3 separate regions of the Mus musculus genome follow, and all the other regions are linked to region 1. Evidence: chromatin contacts called from public Hi-C and promoter capture Hi-C data. All regions are on one chromosome and are shown on one strand. Each heading gives the region's core, a stretch centred on a gene start, on an enhancer-like site or on the middle of the called end of the contact. The rest is flanking DNA. Distances are from core to core; before and after follow the strand shown. Region 1 holds the start of Map9 (microtubule-associated protein 9). Region 2 has its middle 28 kb from the start of Dchs2. Region 3 has its middle 25 kb from the start of Plrg1.

Evidence for each region. Promoter capture Hi-C pulls out the DNA fragments that hold promoters and counts their contacts. A called contact is a pair of places that touch in the nucleus more often than the background predicts.
Region 2: a promoter capture Hi-C map of hippocampal neurons shows a contact between it and region 1, with 2.4 times the contacts expected there. The contact joins the enhancer-like site here to the promoter of Map9 in region 1. A contact is called at or near these places in 4 of 39 promoter capture datasets (embryonic stem cells, hippocampal neurons and liver), 1 of 15 datasets of contacts at CTCF or cohesin (large pre-B cells), 2 of 484 Hi-C or Micro-C datasets (the G1E-ER4 cell line and liver) and 2 of 115 datasets of contacts at active chromatin or transcription factors (astrocytes and stem cell-derived neural progenitor cells).
Region 3: a contact with region 1 is called in a Hi-C map of the G1E-ER4 cell line, with 3 times the contacts expected there. The contact joins the enhancer-like site here to the promoter of Map9 in region 1. A contact is called at or near these places in 5 of 39 promoter capture datasets (embryonic stem cells, hippocampal neurons, liver and 2 more), 1 of 15 datasets of contacts at CTCF or cohesin (large pre-B cells), 9 of 484 Hi-C or Micro-C datasets (B cells, CD8 T cells, the G1E-ER4 cell line and 3 more) and 4 of 115 datasets of contacts at active chromatin or transcription factors (astrocytes, embryonic stem cells, stem cell-derived neural progenitor cells and 1 more).

The regions. Positions count from the first base shown.
Region 1 is chr3:82,356,047-82,359,780 of GRCm38.p6, forward strand. Map9 (microtubule-associated protein 9) reads left to right here and starts at 2,026. Exons shown (of 14, transcript NM_001081230.1): 1 at 2,026-2,209; 2 at 2,929-3,078. The coding sequence starts at 3,004.
Region 2 is chr3:83,097,258-83,100,991 of GRCm38.p6, forward strand. No RefSeq gene overlaps it. Among named protein-coding and RNA genes, the nearest start is that of Dchs2, 28 kb to the right of the region's middle. Within about 2 kb of position 1,689, at least 71 of the 459 cell types and tissues checked have an H3K27ac peak or open chromatin away from gene starts, as enhancers often do. A contact at or near this core is called in astrocytes, hippocampal neurons and stem cell-derived neural progenitor cells, where this site is marked.
Region 3 is chr3:83,078,963-83,082,696 of GRCm38.p6, forward strand. No RefSeq gene overlaps it. Among named protein-coding and RNA genes, the nearest start is that of Plrg1, 25 kb to the left of the region's middle. Within about 2 kb of position 1,984, at least 53 of the 459 cell types and tissues checked have an H3K27ac peak or open chromatin away from gene starts, as enhancers often do. A contact at or near this core is called in the G1E-ER4 cell line and trophoblast stem cells, where this site is marked.

The DNA.
Region 1 (3,734 bases), core at 776-3,275:
ATCACTACAATGAGGTGGCTTTCCTTGTGACTCTGATGTTCCCCTTTGTGAGTCTCTCCCTGGCCACAGTGCCTTCCCCCCACAATTCTGCAACTTGTATCTGAACTCAGCCTTCAACCTGCAAGAGCTGTGGGGACTCATGTCTTACAGCATACCATCCAGTGCCCATAGACTGCTCCCATGATGATTGTGAGCACAGACCCTTGTTCCTTTAAACAATTTTTTCTGATCTCTAACCTGTACCACAAGCCACAGAACAACTAACTTTGTGCTAAGCGAGGATTAGGAACTGCTGAATAAAAGTCACATCTCAATTTCTTTGTGATATGAAAAGGGGTCTTCGTCTACCCTATATCCTGCCCAAACACATGCAGGCATGCACAGGTGCTCATGCAGGTGCACACATGCACACACACAAAGACACACACACACCAAAACCAAAAGGCAACCTGAAGAATCACTGACAGTAAATTATCTTGAGCACTAACTAAAAGCAGTTCCTGTGCTGAGCCACTCAAAACCATGGTTAGGTGGGTCCATATACTGGACTTCAGGTCCAGCCTTCTCTCCCATACTTAGTACTCAACTCAAACTCACATGTGTAACAACTGAATTGCTGCTAGAAAGAATTCTCTTTAGAGCCTCTCACTTTGTGCTTGTGGCAAACAACCATCCGAAACCCATTCCCATTGTGTGCAACCCGGCCCTATTGGTAGCTGGGAACTCAGTGTTCTCTATCATTGATGTTGTTGTAAGTTTATTTTTGTAAGTCATGCCTACATTAAAGTTATATCAGTTAAATGAATACCAAATGAATAGAGCCCTTACACATTATCTAAAAATTAGTTCTTCCCATTTGGGTACCCGCCGTGGGTACAGGGCCTTTATCAGAATCATAGATGTTAATAAAATGTAGGATAGAAAAGCTAACAGTAACTGGTGAAAATAGAAAATCTTTTCCTTATGCAGATATTCACTTAAAAATAGTTAAAAACAACATAATTAGCCAAAACAAATTTACCAACCAAGAACAAGTTGAAAAACTTAAACTAGGCTTTTTAAAGGAGTTATTGCAAATATTACTTAGAAACCTTTTTCTCACTGAACTTCATATTTGTTTTTGTGTATTTAAAGATCTATTTGTCAGGGTTATTTTTTAAAAGAAACATTGTGGAGATACAGAAACAAGTTTAGTCACTTGTTAATGAATTGATTTCGACATACCTTTTTCAAGTTAAAAATAGATGAAGTCTGTGTAACTTTAAAAGTTTAAGTGTTTTGTGTATTAATAAATTATTAAATGGCAAAGATAGTGATACTGTCAGCAGTACTTTTTCCAGCCTTCTCCCCTGTGTTTTATTTGCTGACTTCTTTTTAACCAGATTATCTACTAAATATAGAAAGGGTAAACTTTTCACCAAAGATGTAAAACAGGCTCTGGGCTGTGTGTGCTTATGGGATACTTTAGCACACACACCCCTACCCCTACTCTCTGCCTCCTCCTCCTCCGCCCCCCCCCCCCCAACTGCATTACTTACAAGAAACGCTCCTATGTAATATTAACTGAATGCGATTCTAAACATTTCCCAATATTTCGCTATATATTGTATTCGGTATTCACTGCAATCCTTTAAGGAGACAGTCTTATTAGTTTCTTATCAAATCATAGAGATCTTATTTTGCATATTCCAAGAATCAAACGTGCAGTTTAACTCCGACGATTGCAAACGTCACTACTACGTCGTTCTGTTGAGTCCGCTGACACTGCACTGACTCACGCATTCCACGTTCTAACTAGCAAAAGGAAGCTTTGCATCGTGGTCACGCAATACCTGCCTATAAACAAGGACTCTGAGCAGGGGCAATCAAGGTTCCTTGTGGCGTGATGGCAGAGGGCCGGTCTTGTTTCCTAGGTAACAGCCATTGCACACAAGCTGATAGGGCACCGCGCTCCCAACACCTCCACCAGTGATGTCACTTCCTTGGTCTGTGCGGTTGTCCCAGCGACGCCGGCGGAAAGGCGGTGTTGGGTACCCAAGAGACCAGGCGGTTGGAAGTCACTTCCTCCCGGGGACGCTGTTGCCTAGCAACCGCCTTCTGCCTCCATCTTTTGCCCCGCCTCCAGGTTATTCCAATACCTGGTTTCCCAGACCGCGAGGCCCGGGCCGGGGGCGACACCTGTGCTAGAGCATAGCCGCTGGGTTCTCAGGTGGTCACAGGGGCCCGGGTGCACGGGGAGCGGGGTGGATGCAGGAGGCGCGGGCCGTGGTACGTGGAGGAACGGAGGGGACCGTGCTGGGTGTGCGGGGCCCTGGCGCGTGCTGGGCCGGGAGCCGCGCGGAGCTGGGATGCGGACGCCGCCTGGCCAGCCCGGGGAGCTCTGGGCGGTGGCCGGCGATCCAAATGGGCCTCCGACGTCGCGCGCTGGAAGCCTGATGTGCTGCAACTTAGTGTGGAGATGTGTGTGTAACAGCAAACGAATGGTTTGGGAAAATGTCGCTGCTGCTTGTGGTTAAGCATCGTTTTGAATACTGTTATGTGCAAGCCATTTCCGGGGCTGGGAACCTTGACAGTCCTCTTGGTTGCAGCTTGAACTAAGTCGTGGTGGCGTCCGCAATGCTGTGTGTTTTTAATAATGGAAAGTGAAATTGTTTGGCAACATTTTGTTATTATGTAGTTCATTCATCCTTCTAGTGGATGTAGAACAGTAATAACTTCCTCATGGATTTTCTTTTCGTGAAAACCAATTTGTTGTGAAATTTTTATGTACTTAACATAAAACGCTCTTAACGTTTTTAGGTGAATATATTGTACAATGATTAGAGCGATTTCTCTTTGGAGCGGGGTTGTGGGGCACTAATCCCAGGAACAGTGTCTTGATCATGTAAAAACGTCTAATTCTTTAAAATATTTATATGTATATTTCAGCCACCATCAGAGGTTGAATGAATTATTTCAGTAATTTATTAACTGTTGTATAAAAGCAGAGAAAAAGGACACACCATGTCCGATGAAATCTTCAGCACAACTTTGGCGTACACCAAGAGTCCAAAGGCTACCAAGAGAACTTCCTTTCAGGTAAAACGCTGCAAAGCATTTGGTTTTGATTATGCTGCTGCCTAGCCCTTGCTGGTTCTCACAAGATCTGGCATGACGTGGGAGGAGTTCTTGCTTCACTGTTAGTGTGTTGTAGGTCATCTGTCAACTTTGGGCTCCAGTATTGAAACACCCCTCTCTGTAGGATCCTGTCTTCAATATTTGGTTTCTAAGTTGCAAGCCAAAGAGCGACTTCAGAGCTTGGCTCTCTTTAGATTTTGGTTTTCTGTCGTAAGCGTCACAAGGTCTGACTGTGCCAATGCTGCATCCAACTCTTGTTCCCGTGTTTATCACATTATGCCCATCTCTGTAATACACTTCAAGGACCAGTTTGAGGCTGAGGGTCTGCCTCAGTGGTAGGCTATCAAAGTAGCCTGTCATGCTTGTCAAACCTAAGCACTTCCCTCCCTCAAAATGTAGGCATCTGTAACAGAATGTCAGTTTCTAGTAAATCCAATTAAATTGATGCCCCTATCATTCATTAGCATTTAGCGAAGATTGTAACCTGCAATTAATCTATCTAATACTAGTAGTCACTTCCTATTTATTTACCAGTCCCGAGGAAATGGCTCAATTCTGCGCTGAGTCTGATGACGTGGGTACGTTGTACAGCGTAGGCTTAGAGTAAAGTTGGGTGA
Region 2 (3,734 bases), core at 439-2,938, 740 kb after region 1:
CTTCAACCACATGTGAGCTTCCAGTGGTAGAAATGGGAGTTCCATAAGAGATTGCAGAGGGGCTAAAGAATACTTCCTGCTCTTGGAGAAGACCTTCTCAGCATCCTAGCCAGGTGACTCTCACTGCAGCTCCAGGGGAAATGGGCCTTGGGTACTTGCATGCACACAATATATATTTAAAGAGATATTGTATAAAGCAAACAATGTAACATGGACCCCAAGACTATAGAACTCATTAATCCTAATGGACTCTCCATCTTGATAATCTTAAAATAATTTTCCCTTCAGCCTTACCTTCCATTTCTCAGTCTGTAGCTACAGCTTACAGGATCACAGGTCTCCTGCTGCTGAGCCAAAGAATTGAATTCTTACCGTTAATTAAAAGAGAAGAGCATTAAACTACACTAGAAACAAAACGGCATGCTCTTTAGAATGCTGGCACTTAAAGGAGAAGCAAGTCTAATTAGCGGAGGATGAGAGATTCTAAATGGGACTTGTGGCCACTTTCAAGCTGAGAGCTGGTGGTACAGATGCCTTCGGCCCATTCTGTTTCATTGTTTCCATGCGAGCCTGCACCAGGGCCCCTTCTCTGTTCCCCCAAGCACTTAGTGTAGTTCACAGATGAAACAAAGATGTTATAAGAAATGGAACAGAAAGGAGACAGATTTCTGAGATAGCGGGCAAGTGGGGAGAGGAGGGAAAGCCCCCTCTCCTGTCTTGGAGACTCTCCTACTGCTCAAATGTTCAAAGAAAGTCCTTGAGCTTCAGGCTGTCAACATCGGCGACCTTCACAAACAATATGGCACTCTAGAAGCTTTTTTTTTAATACTACAATTTGGTTTAAAAGCAAAAGTTATGGAATTTGGAATAACTTTATTGGCTAAGCTACTGTCTTTATTCTCATTATTAATATTTGTTTTTAACGGACATTTACTGAAAGTAAGACATGGCATTTACTGACTATAAGGGAACTCTCATTTGACACAGCTCCTTTTTCTCTCTCTCTCTCTTGCGTCCCCTCTTCTCCTTAGGAGAGACCACTCAAATGTCCAGCGGTGTCACCCTGTCTGCTCTTACTGTCCTGTAACAGATCAGTGTTTGGAAGTCAGCAACTTTGTCTAACTTGTAGCTTCTTCACGCATTACATGATCTGTTCAGACAGCATGATTTTACAAATTCGAGAAAATCAAAGTAAGAAATAGCTGCATGAAACAAGCCGGTGCACGCAAAACCAATAAGTTTTAATAGGTGTCAGTCTGTGATTTTCAATTCCATTGAATTGTTATTTTTGTTTCTCACCCCTACTCCAGCTCCCTAGGGAGCAAAGCTGGCTAAATATCACCTCGCCCTGCCTGGGAACAAGCCTGGGAATGTTTTTCTCTATAAAAGACAACCAAAAGAGCAATCGGTTTTTGTTGTCTTTCTTGCGGGCGGCGGGAAGCAGTGGGAAAAGCAAATGAAAGGAGTCGTGATTGCAAAACCAAATACACAGAGAAGTAGAGAGCGTCCACACAAAGCAGCGCCCGCCAATGTTACACCGATTTTCATTTTACTAAGGAAGAAAATCACACGAATTGTTTCTGTCTAAAGTACTCTACTTGAAAAGGCAATTCAGTCTCCTAGCAACCAACCCTTCTCCCTGTCAGAAAGCCCTTTGGAGGAAGGGAGAGACTCTGGTGACACAAAGGAAAGAGCGGACTTCTCCGGAGCCTGCAGGGAGCCAGAAGAGGTGTCCTCGCTCACTCCCATTCTCCCAGTGCTGGCCTCTGGGACCTGGAAGACTCCAAACAGGGTCAGCAGCCAGGTCAAATGAGGCACCTATTTATGCCTCTGCCTGGTGCCTGGAGTCTCTTCTCTCATTCCCTTGGAAACTTGCCCTTTCTAAAACCCCAACATTAACATAGTAAAGCTTAGAGATCCACAGGACCCTAAATGGTTTTCAGGAAAAACAAAACAACAACAATATCTCACAACATTCTTTTCTCTTTTTTTGGCTCATGTCTTCTGCTGTCACTGAAATGTGTGGATTTTTTTTCCCCCTTAGAACAAGCAAGCCTGTGCAGACACTGACAGAGGGGAGATGCTAAGTTACTCTACTCTGCCTTTATTTGCCTGGAAATAGTCTCCTATCTCACTGGTAGGGCTCCAGTCCCTCAGACCACCTCCAACTTCAGGTGCTAACTGAGAAAAGGTCACAAGTTAGCCAGAGTTTCTGTCTGACATGGCTGCACAGAGGATGCCCCGAGACTCCCCTCAAGTCTGCACCTTTACCAGAGCATCAACCAGAACTTTGGAAAGTGGTCTACTGACCCTATTGTCAGTTTATTACAAAGGGGACAAATGCAGGTTGCCATCTGTGAGAAAAAGGTGGAAAGGGGTGGGAGGCTTCAGGGACCTCACCAGGCTCATCCCGTATCCCTGAAATCCTTACAGCTCTTCAGCCCGGAAGCCTACTGAATTGTGGCTTTTAAGTGTTTTTGTGGGGGTTTCATGGTCTGATTGCGTCAAGGTCAACCTCAGGTTCAGGTCCCTCAGGTTCAGGTAGGGCAGGGGTATGGAGCTGGAGTGCCAGACCTCAAATCCTGGTTTCCCTGGCAACGGGCATCCATCTTTAGGATGTCCTGAGCCACCAGTGGAGTCAACTCATTAGCATACACATCACCTCAGCCATCCCAAGGGCTTTAGGGATTGCAAGTCTGGAAAGCAGCAGCAGAAAACTAAATTACATTTTTTAAAAAAACGTATCACACTGTCACATAAAACCAAATTAAAATAAAATACAATTAGACCCCGGCTCCTTAGTTCCACAGGCCACCTCCTGAGTGATCACTAACTTTATTTCTCAGCCCAGCTCTGTGCTGTGGAAAGGTCCAGGGCAGTGTCAGGGAGTGCTGGGCTTTCGACCAGGAAGGAGAGTTTCTAAATAAGATTGTCGGCGTGTTTGTTTTTGTTTGTTTGTTTTCCGGCTGTCTGTTTCTTTTCTGGAGTGTGTGGGTGTTAGCCCGCATCTCTCCAGTACTAAGCAGTGCCACAACACCAACTGCCAGGATTTTGAACTACAAGGTAATGACCCCATGTTCTCTCCCCTGTGCTGGGTTTGGGAAGGAGGGTGAGGTCTCTGTCCCAGGTACTTCCAGAAGGGCTGAGCCAGGAGGCCTCACCCTCCATCCCCATTGTCTAGTCCCCACTGTGGCCCTCGACACACTTCGGGTGTCTTTCCATCCTGTGATCCCTGGGTTCCCCAGTACACCCAAATTAAAATTAAATTAAATTAGTAAATTAAAAATCAGTTTCTTAGTGTCTTCCTCTCTCTGCAAACATGTTATACACATCTCATGTGTGTGAGTGTTGCTGGGGATAGGAACAAGGATTCTTCCCTCATGTGGTGAGCATTCTATGGCCGAGTTACCACAAGAGGTCTCAGTGTCTTCAGGAATCCAGGAGAGCCAGTGTGCTCCTGTCACACATGAACTACCAGTGTTTTTAACCAGTGTATTTTTATTACACAGTTGGGGTTTTCATTGTGACATGCCTACACATTAGTACGATATGCACCGATCAGATTCACTTTATAAACTATTCTTTTTAACCCTTCTTCCACATCCCTTATATCCCCTTGCATTCACATTATAGGCACGTTTAGATTCCACACACTCACCCCCTAGATTCCATACATTAGAGACAGCATGCAATACCCATGGGTCTGAATCTGCTTTGTTTTATTTCACATAATG
Region 3 (3,734 bases), core at 734-3,233, 720 kb after region 1:
TGGCACCCGTGGGTTTGGTGTTCCTGGACATTTCCTTTGTGTGTACTCACCAATATAGTCTTTAGCCACTGATTTCTTCCCCTTAAACAGTGTTTTCGAGGAGTGCTCCTTTTTGCTGCTAAGTACCGTTCCCTTGTGTGCCTCTCCAACCGTTATTTGTGAGATGTTGACTGAATGGGACTTGTATACGTTAGAATGAACCACATAGGAGACACCTGCTAGATGGTTTCTGATGTATTTGGAGGAGAGACCCTAAGTTATTCAGTACTCCTAATTTGTTAAGCAAGTCAATTACCCATTAGCTCTAGTCTTGAGCCATTCTGATGTTTCTTTGTTGTAAATTACAGGTATTTTTCCCCACAGTTTTTCAGAAATTAAAAAACAAAGTTGTCAAATAAGTAATACATTTTTTAGAAAATGGGCAAAAGCTTGGGTTTACATAAAGGGCATATTGTATCCATTCATGAACTACACGTAAGCAGGAGCTATTCATGCAAACCACCTCTTTAACATTTCTGTTGTAGCTGATGTCTTTGCTAGTAATGTGCAGACTTATTTTGCCTTTCTAAATACATTAGTCATGATAATAACGGTCAAAATGAATGCTCACAAAACACTTGCTGTATGCCTGGCATGACCCCCATGAGGTTACATAGATCAGCACATAATACTTAAAACTAAAACCAGTTACATAATTTACATGGCTCAGAGCAAAATGAAAATTCAAGGCCTGCTGTTTACAGATCAGACAGAAGGTGCCATTAGCAGTAGGCACTTCAGCAGAAAGCTTTGCCCCTTTTTTCCTGATACTGTTTTCGTGTGTGTGAGTGTGCTACTTAAAATTTTAAATAAAAATAAATAAATAAATATTAGCATGCATCTTAACATTTATTTTTCCATCATGCAGTGTTCATTTAGATGCAAATATAAGCCCTTCATTCACATGCAAACTCACCACACTTACAATTTGTATTTCATAGCTCATATCTGCCTATGCGTTTTGGTGCTAACTGGAACAGTGGAAAATGCACCAAACTTAATTGTTTCTAGCTGCACCTTTTCAGGACTGCAAGGACCGTCCCTCTGAGCTGCTCTTCCTACCCACGCTGCCGCTGCCTTTCTTTATGGTGCTGTGTCACCAGGGAACATGAAGAATGGAAAGACAACAATGGAGATTCACTCTTCCTTTTTCCTTTTATGTTGTCAGTTTTTCAGCTGAAGCGGTTGATTACGCTGGGATGCAATATTATGTGTGTCTACATGTCTGTGTGTGGGCTTGTGTGAGTGTAGGTGCCAGAGGAAGCCAGAGGTGTGAAGTCCACCAGGACCTGGAGCTACAGATGGGTGCGAGCTGCCTGATAGGAGTCCTCAGGACCAAACTGTTGTCCACTGCAAGAGCAAGATGACCCCCTAACCACTGAGCCGTCCTTCCATTCTCTAGGAAGCAACTTCAACTTTCCATCCTCCCCCAAAACCCGTCAGATCTTTAATAATTGCTTTCAAATGTATGGATGCCTTCCATGTAACAGATTGCCAAGTTTTTAGTTTTTTGGTTTTTTTTTTTTTCTTCCTCTCTCTTGACTTTGTTCTTTCATGTATGTTCTCAGCTCTGTTTGTAGAAATGTCAAGTGCTGAGCAATTCTGGCATGTGCAGTTTGTTGCCAAGTATGAAATTACCCCTTTCAGTTTCGCTGATCGGCGTGTACACAAGTGCTCTGAAGTCTTTGGAAGGGCCGCCAAATGGGAACTGGGGGAGGGGCTTGCCCAAGGTGTCAGGATGAGAAAGCCCTGGGGCTGTATGTGCTCACATTGTGAGTGCTAGGAATCACGTACTGTGCACTTGAAGTCGCCTGAGAGAACGGATCTTCGGATCTTCGCAGTTCTCACCACACACATAGTGACTAGGGGCTGGAGAGATGGCTCAGAGATTAAGAGTATCTGGTTCCTCTTCCACAAGAGCCATATCAGTTTACAAGCGTCTCTAACTCTAATTCCAGGGGATATGTCGTCCTCTTCTGGCTTCTGTGGGTACTGCATGTACATGGTGCACAGGTGAAGGCAGGGAAAACACTCATATATAAAAAACATACACTAGAAGAACATCTCTCAGGTGATGGAAATAGTAATTATATTGATAACTTCACAGTGTATATGGACCAAATCCCATACACGTTCAATGCACACATTTTGTCAATTGCCCGTCAGTACAGCTGTCCTTAGACAAGTGATTAAGCAGTGTGTTTAAGTTCCTTTGCAATTCTGTAATATTAATAAACAAATCTGTTTTGCAAGATATATTGGAACTTGGTTATCTAATGATTTTAATGTACCAAATAGAGATATTTGTAAGAACTGCCTATTTGGGCTTAATTTAGTAAAAATTAGAACTTTAAAATTCTCTTTCTTAGTTGAAGGAATGACAGAAAGCAAACGTTTTACCCGTTTTAAAATCAGAATCTTCTCACTCCAAGCATATAACAACCCAAAACAACTTCTTAATTCTGCTTCATTTTTCTCCAGGATTACTGTGTATGTGCATGTGAGTGTGTGTGTGAGAATGAGTGTGTGTGGTGAGTGTTCATATGTGAGTGTGCGTTTGTGTATATGTTCACGTGTGTGAGTGTGTGTGCATTCGTAAGTTTGTGTGTGAATGTGAGTGTATATTTCTGTGTTAGTGTATGTGTGTGTGTGTGTGTGTGTGTATGTGTGTGTTGTGTCCCAGGCTGAATTCAAGCTTGCTACATAGTCAAAGATGACTTGGAATGTATGATCCTCCTGCCTATCTTCCAAATGCTGGAATTACAAGTGTCCTGTTTTATGAGTCCTTGGGATTGATCTATGCATACTAGGAAAGCACTCCCAGACACACTCTCAGGCCTGTTATGTCATTTTTATTTTACAGATTTATTTTTTATTGTCTGTTTCCCTGACACATTAGTTATTTTTTTTTCTTGTTGCTGTGATCAAACCTCTACCAAGAAGCAACTTAAGGGAGGGAGGATTTGAGCCTGCAGTGTAGAGAGATCCAGATCGTTATGGTAGGAAAGACATGGAGGCAGGGACATGAGGTGGATGACCTCATCACATTCACAAGGGGCAGAGAGAGGTGAAGGTTGCGACTCAACTTCTATTCTCCGCTATATTTAGTCTGGGACCCCAGCCGGAGGCACGGTGCTACCCTCATTCAATGGAGTTCTTTCTCATCCCTTAGCATTTCTGCAAAAGCCTTTATGACATGCCTACAGTTTCAAAAACCCATTTAAATCAACACCCATTTAATATATTCTAGATAGTAGCAGGGTGTGGTGGTTTGAATATGCTTGGCCCAGGGAATGGCACTCTTTGAAGATATGGCCTTGTTGGAGTGGGTGTGGCCTTGCTAGAGAAAGTGTGTCACTTTGTGGGTGAGCTTTGAAAGCCATCTCCTAGCTGCCTGGATGCCAGCCTTCTCCTGTTTGCCTTTGGAACAAGATGTAGAACTCTCTGCTCCTCCAGCACCATGCTTGCCACCATGATGATGATGGACTGAACCTCAGAACCTGAAAGGCAATCCCAGTTAAGTGTTGTCCTTAATAAGAGTTGCCTTGGTCATGGGTGTCTCTTCACAGCAATGGAAATCCTAAGACACAGGGCTACACCATTCGCAAACATATTCTGTACACAGAACAGTGTTTGATAAATGATAGGTACTTAATATTCTTTGTTAGATCATTAAAAGTTAGAAATTCCAATCA